Linked DNA regions of Mus musculus: region 1 is linked to region 2. The links are chromatin contacts, called in public promoter capture Hi-C maps. All regions are on one chromosome and are shown on one strand. Each heading gives the region's core, a stretch centred on a gene start, on an enhancer-like site or on the middle of the called end of the contact. The rest is flanking DNA. Distances are from core to core; before and after follow the strand shown. Region 1 overlaps Trip10 (thyroid hormone receptor interactor 10). Region 2 overlaps Acsbg2 (acyl-CoA synthetase bubblegum family member 2).

Evidence for each region. Capture Hi-C pulls out chosen DNA fragments and counts their contacts.
Region 1: a contact with region 2 is called in a promoter capture Hi-C map of adipose tissue. The contact joins two enhancer-like sites. A contact is called at or near these places in 1 of 39 promoter capture datasets (maxillary cranial neural crest), 2 of 115 datasets of contacts at active chromatin or transcription factors (embryonic hindbrain and embryonic stem cells) and 1 of 9 other capture datasets (adipose tissue).

Annotation. Positions count from the first base shown.
Region 1 is chr17:57,258,642-57,261,769 of GRCm38.p6, forward strand. Trip10 (thyroid hormone receptor interactor 10) reads left to right here. Exons shown (of 15, transcript NM_001242389.1): 12 at 2,649-2,781; 13 at 2,999-3,128. Among named protein-coding and RNA genes, the nearest start is that of Trip10, 11 kb to the left of the region's middle. Within about 2 kb of position 1,365, at least 26 of the 459 cell types and tissues checked have an H3K27ac peak or open chromatin away from gene starts, as enhancers often do. A contact at or near this core is called in adipose tissue, where this site is marked.
Region 2 is chr17:56,857,045-56,860,196 of GRCm38.p6, forward strand. The region is part of intron 6 of Acsbg2 (acyl-CoA synthetase bubblegum family member 2); the gene reads right to left. Among named protein-coding and RNA genes, the nearest start is that of Acsbg2, 16 kb to the right of the region's middle. Within about 2 kb of position 1,382, at least 6 of the 459 cell types and tissues checked have an H3K27ac peak or open chromatin away from gene starts, as enhancers often do. A contact at or near this core is called in adipose tissue, where this site is marked.

The DNA of each region.
Region 1 (3,128 bases), core at 115-2,614, 400 kb after region 2:
CCTGCCTTGTGCCTGTGCAGTGAACACTATTGGCTGAAGCCATCTCCTCGGCCACGTCTGATGGTTTTTAAAGGAGATTCCTGCCATATAGCTAGGTGTGGTAGCCTGTGTCTGTAATTCTCTGCATTCCAGAGCCAGAGGCAGGAGAATCCTAAGTTCGAAGCCAGTCTGGGCTTCTTGAGACACTGTCTCGAAACAATAGCAGTGAAGAACAAAAGCATAAAAGCTGGAAAGAGTCCTTTATTTTCCATTTCCTGTAAATCACTCCAGCGGATGGAATCTGGTGAGCCCTTTGTGCGGTCTCTTTCCACGCATCACTGAGCAAAAGACAAGAAAATTACTGGTCCCCACAGTGATCTGACTCAGTGGCTACAGGTACTTGTCACGTAAGCCTGAAGTCCTTAGTTTGAACTCAGATGGTGGAAGGAGAGAACCCATTTCAAACAGGTGCCGTGGCATGTATGATAAGAAATGAATAAGCAAATAGGTAAATTAAAGAATAGCCAGCTTATGGTAATATATACTTTGCCACAACAAACTGTTGAATATAGTTTCTAAGACAGGATTGTTCTCTGTAGTCTAGGAGCTGCCCTTAACAGCACTAGGGGATTCTAGGGGTAGGGGACATGAAAGGGGGGGGGGTGTGATACGTTCCTAACCACGCCCTCAGCCTCTCACTGGGGGACTCTTGACAACGATTCAACCCCTGACCATGCCCCCCAGCCCTCTCTCTCTCTTTTTTTTTAAACTCCCTATGCCCACCCCAAGACAGGGTTACTGTGTGTAGCGCTGTCTGTCCTAGAACTTGCTCCATACACCAGACTGGCCTTTTAAACTTCATAGATCCACCAGCCTCTGCCTCCTAGGTGCTGGGATTAAAGGTGTGCACCACCACCGCCCAGCTTTATTTGTTTTTATAATTCTTATTTAGAGACTAGATCTGGGTAAATTGCCGAGGCTGGTCTGGAACTTTGAATTCTCCTGCCTCAGTTTCCCAAGTAGCTGGAATGACAAAACTGGCACCTAGACTCAGTTTCAAAGTTTTTAGTAGACTGCAAAATAAAACAAAATGCCCATTCCAGAGAGCCTTCCCCCATTAATGCCAAGACAGCTCACTGTCTAATCACCATCAGGAGCTCAGTCAGTCTGAGTCACCGTCTTGATAGGAGGAAAAGGAGAGCCGAGTTATCTAATGCCGAAACCCAAAATATTAACGTGAAAAATCTGCCAGATTGAAAAGGACAAGGAACTCTTTAGTCATTCTTTCCAAGCAACAAAATCCTCTGCCCAGCCTCCTTATATAACAGCAGTGACGCTTGCCACTTGTTAGCAGGTGGCTGGCCAAATTCTGTTTGGCTGCTCACATGTGGCCTTCTCCACAGAATGGAAGTCATGGGACAGAAGCCGTGCTTGGAACTGCATGCAGCCTGGGTGTTTATAGTGGCGTGAAGCATCTGCCTGCCGAGAGTAAAAAAACAGCTGGCTTTTCAGTTGATTTATTTTATCTTTTATCGTGTTTTTATTCATTCTCTTATTTTGTGGATGGGCTTACCCATGATATGGCTCCTATGCAGAAGTCGGAGGACAGCTCGCTGGAGTCGGTGGGTTCTCTCTTTCTACTACATGTGGCCCAGGGATGGAACTCAGGTCATTAGGCTTGGTTGCAGGTGCTTTCATCTGCCGAACCATCTTGCTGGCCCCTTACTTTCATATTTTATTTCGAGAACGGGGTCTTGCTAACTTTTCCAGGTTGCCTTGGAACTTTAGTCTTCCACCCGTGCCTGGCTTGTTTGTTTATTTCACGTGTGTGGTCAGTCATGCTTGCGGTGGCCACAGGCCGACCTTGAGAGCGGCTCCTCAGGTGCTGGGAGTTTCCTCTGTGGGTGTGTATGCAGCCTGTATGTGTATGAGCACGTGTAGCTAGCTGTGCACATGGAGGTCAGAGGGTCTCACTGATGGCTGTTCCATCTCTCTAGCACATTCCCTTGAGATAAGGTCTCTCACTGAACCAGCAGCTGCTCTCATGGCCAGCAGGTCTCTTAGTCGTTGCCTCTTCCTAGCTCTGTCCTGCACAGCACTTGAGTTATAGGCACCCATGTGAGCTGCACTGATTTTTTACATGGGTGCTGGGGATTCAAACTCATGTCCTTAGACTGATGCATCAAGTGCTCTTACCCACAAAGCCATCTCCCCTGTCGGCCTTGTTTTGTTGAGACAGGGTCTTTAACTGACATGCTGCTCAGATGTAACTAGAGTGGCTGGTTTAGTCTTTCTGTCTCTGCCTCCTTGATGCTGGGATTACAAGTGTATGACACCATGCCTGGCTTTTGACCTGGGCACTAGGGATTGAACTCAGGTCTTCTCGCTTATGTGCTTGGGTTACCCACTGAGGTCAACTATAGTCTTGTTTTGATCTTTTTGAGACAGAGTCTCACTAAGTTGCCTGGGTTGGCCTTGAACTCAGTGTTGTAGCAGAGGCTGACCTTAAACCTGCTATCCTCCAGCTCAGCGCAGGGACACAGAGACATTTGTCTCTATCCCCAGAGTCTTGCCTCTCCTTGAGCCTGGATTTTTACTTGGTAAGTCATAAGAGTGTGTGTTTTCCTTCTTTCCTGTCTGTCTGTCTGTCTGTCTCTGTCCTGTCGCAGGGAGGCCCTGAAGAAGATGAAAGATGTATATGAGAAAACACCACAAATGGGGGACCCTGCCAGCTTAGAGCCCCGCATTGCAGAGACCCTGGGCAACATTGAGAGGCTGAAGTTGGAAGTGCAGAAGTATGAGGTCAGAGGCATGGCCTGGGGAGGCCTGGTGGCAGGCAGAGCTGCATGAGTCACTGTGGGGTGGGGGACAGGGAGGTGCTTGGGGGGATAGGATCCAGCTGCCTACTATCTAAGGTTTGGGTGTGCGTGGGTGATGTCATGAGGTGACCCCAGGCCAGAGTGGGATGACCTCAAAACCTTGCTTTGGAACTCATGCTGTGATCTCCAACCAACCCTAGGCTTGGTTGGCAGAAGCTGAAAGCCGGGTCCTCAGTAACCGAGGGGACAGCCTAAGCCGTCACGCTAGGCCCCCTGATCCCCCAACTACTGCCCCACCTGATAGCAGCAGTAGCAGCACCAACAGTGGAT
Region 2 (3,152 bases), core at 132-2,631:
GGGTAGAGGGTGGGGACCCAGCTGGCTCGTGCTCAGACTCTAGCCTGACTCACCCTGACTCCAGTGGGCTCACCCCAAGGCAGGTTGCCAGCGGAGGTTGGCAGAAGGACCAAGGGTTGGGAGAGCTCTCAGAAATGCCCCGTTCCACCCTGGCTAGCTTCTGACCACTGCCTGTGCACTGATGGGCCTGTGAGCTCAGACAGGCCTTTTCTATAATGCAGAAAGCTAGCCCTTTCTTTGGGTAGTCCCAAAAAGTGACTGACTGACTGTGCTGTGGTCTTGGGCAAGCAGCTGCTCTCTCCTGACCCAGCCCTCTAGTGTATCTGCAATCCTTAAAGACAATACCAGCTGTAAATAACAAAAGCCTGTCCCTCAAATAGCTTAAACAGAAGATTTTTAGACTTAAATTTAATTACTTATTTGGGAATCATGTATAGAAGTCAGCTCTCTCCTTCCACTGATTGTGTGAGTTCCCCGGACCAAGCTCCAGGTCACCAGGTTTGTCAGCAAGCCACTTTACCTGCCAAGTCCTCTTGAAGGCTGGCCCCTCCAGGAGGTACTGGCCCTTGAAAAGAGCTCTCATCCCTTTCCTGAGTTCAAGTCTCATGGCTTCCCCAACTTCTGAGTTGCCAACTAGATGGCTCTGACTCCACCCCTGCCCAAGAAGTCATCCCTGATTGGATGAAGCCAAGTATTTTTCATCAGTCTAGGTGCCAGTGATTAGCCAGAATTTGGGGCATATGACTTCAGTCGCAGTGAAGATGAAGAAGTTAGCAGCACATGAAGATTTCCTATTGCCTAGACTTGTCACTACAGATGTGGCCACAGGATCATTGGTGGGAATGGGAGGGGTCTGAAGAGCCAGGAGATTAGTGACAAAACACCCAGAGGGTGGGAACTCCTGGTTGCAGCCCTGTGTGAAGCCCACATTCTGAGCTGTAAAGAGACTGACAAATGACCTCTCTGGCTCAAGACATTTGGGTTGGGCTTTTGTTGTGTGAAAGCAATGGCATCTTTTAGGTTCAAAGGGGGCAGCTGAGAGGACTGGGGCACTGGGCCTAACAAGAGGGTTCCATCCCTACACTGAATCCTAAGACTGGCAAGACTAAATCCCATCACACAGGAGGCCTAGGCAGGTTGCTATCAAGTTTTAGGCTAGCCTGGGCTACGAATTCAAGACTAGCCTGGGGTACGTATCCATATCTATCTCCACTGAAATTTTATAGGGTCTCTAATCCATTGCAGAGTAGGTGGATGCCATGGTATGTAACAGAATCATCCCCAGTCGGTGTCCCCACTGAGAGGCACTCTCATCCATAGGGATCGTGGCATAACCTATTTATTGACTTGCCAGTTACTATGGGGAGGATGCTGCTGCCACCTAGTGGCTGGAGGCCAGAACCACTGCTCTAGGACTATCGCTTCCATCCTCTGCCCCAAACTCAACAGTCTCAAGACTGAAGAATGTGGTAAGGATACCTCTAAGGAGGTTTTTGTTTTTTCTTTCCCCTTGAAACACATCCTTAAGGTTGAACCAAGAATCACACACTAGGCAAGGAGACACCAGACAGCCACACCCCAGCCCCTCACTGGGGGTTTCTAGGCAGCAGTGCTATTATTCTGAGCCACACCCCCAGGCCTATTTATTTTAGTAGAGGGTCTTAATAGTTGCTCATGCTGGCCTTAAACAGGCCTGGCTCAACCTTCCTAGTAGTTAGGATGGCAGGCCTGTGTCCCCAGCCTTGCTTCAAAGATGAATTTTAAAGTGATCCAAGACTTAGGATACTGTTGCTGTAGTGACACAAGACCTCAAATGACCGGTGCTTGTGATCTGGTGCCTGAAAGACCCAGCAGCTAGAGGAAACATTTACAAATCTTAATACATGTAGCTAAAAATAGCCAAAAATAAAATTATAATACATTATGACTGTTTGGTTGGAGCCTGCTGCTTGCCCCTGCACAAGCTGGGAAACCCTATCTGCCCTCTTTCCCCCAACCCATCTTTCACTGAAAAGCTCTGAGCCAAAAGCTCAGTTCCGCATTTCTGGCAGCCGATGTAACTAGCTGTTCTGATACGGCAGGCCACTCAAGTGCCCGCCCAGGAGGAGCCCAGCTTCTGACCATACTCAGGCACAACCCCAGCTTGTAAGCGAAACATTCTTCACACAGTGTAAAATTAACCCTTGTGTTATTCAAATGCTGATTTTCTCTGCCCTCACATCTCGTTTTAGTCAGGACAGATTGAACGGTATGGTAATGCTTATGTTAAGAATCTCCCTTCTCAACATTGTGTGAACAATTCTTACCATTTATTCTCAGCCTTGTTAATACATGCTGATCACCCAATGGCTGGGCAGAATAGGAGACTAGGACGGGAGATCTGCCAGCCAGAGGAAAGAGAGAGGGAGACTCAGATCAGCAAGGAGGATGGAGGTTTGGAGCTACAAGGAAGAGGTACGGAGAGAGAGAGAGATCGCTGAAACACACCTGAAGCCCAAAGAGTCAGATCAACACTAACATGCCAGTATCCTGGGATGGGGATGGAGGTAGCCAGATGAGCACAGAAAGTAAAGATAGATCATCTAACTGTTCAGCTATTGAGGTGCAGTTTTAAATAAATAAATGTTTTTATGTGTGGTTATAGGCGGATAGCATAAGGTTAAAGAAATACAGCTACCAATTATTTCACTGCTAAATTTATACTAAAGATATTATCACTTCCTCCAGCTCCTGGCTGACACCCCATCAGCCCTCACCTGGGAACTATAAAACCTCCCTGTCTTAGCCCATGTGCATGACTGCAGCAGCCCCAGACAATGGGGCTGGTGAACCCACCCAAGACTTGTGCCAATTAAATCTGCATTTATTGGCTGGTGAGATGGCTCAGTGGGTAAGAGCACTGACTGCTTTTCCGAAGGTCCTGAGTTCAATTCCCAGCAGCCACATGGTGGCTCATAACCACCTGTAATGAGATCTGATGCCCTCTTCTGGTGTGTCTGAAGACAGTGACAGTGCACTTATGTATAATAATAAGTAAAGAAATCTTTTAAAAAAACAAACAAACCCTACATTTATCAGCTTTTCGTCTGCTCTGATCTGGCCTAAATCTGCATCACTATGACAGACAAACCTATTAATGACTTAGACATAAG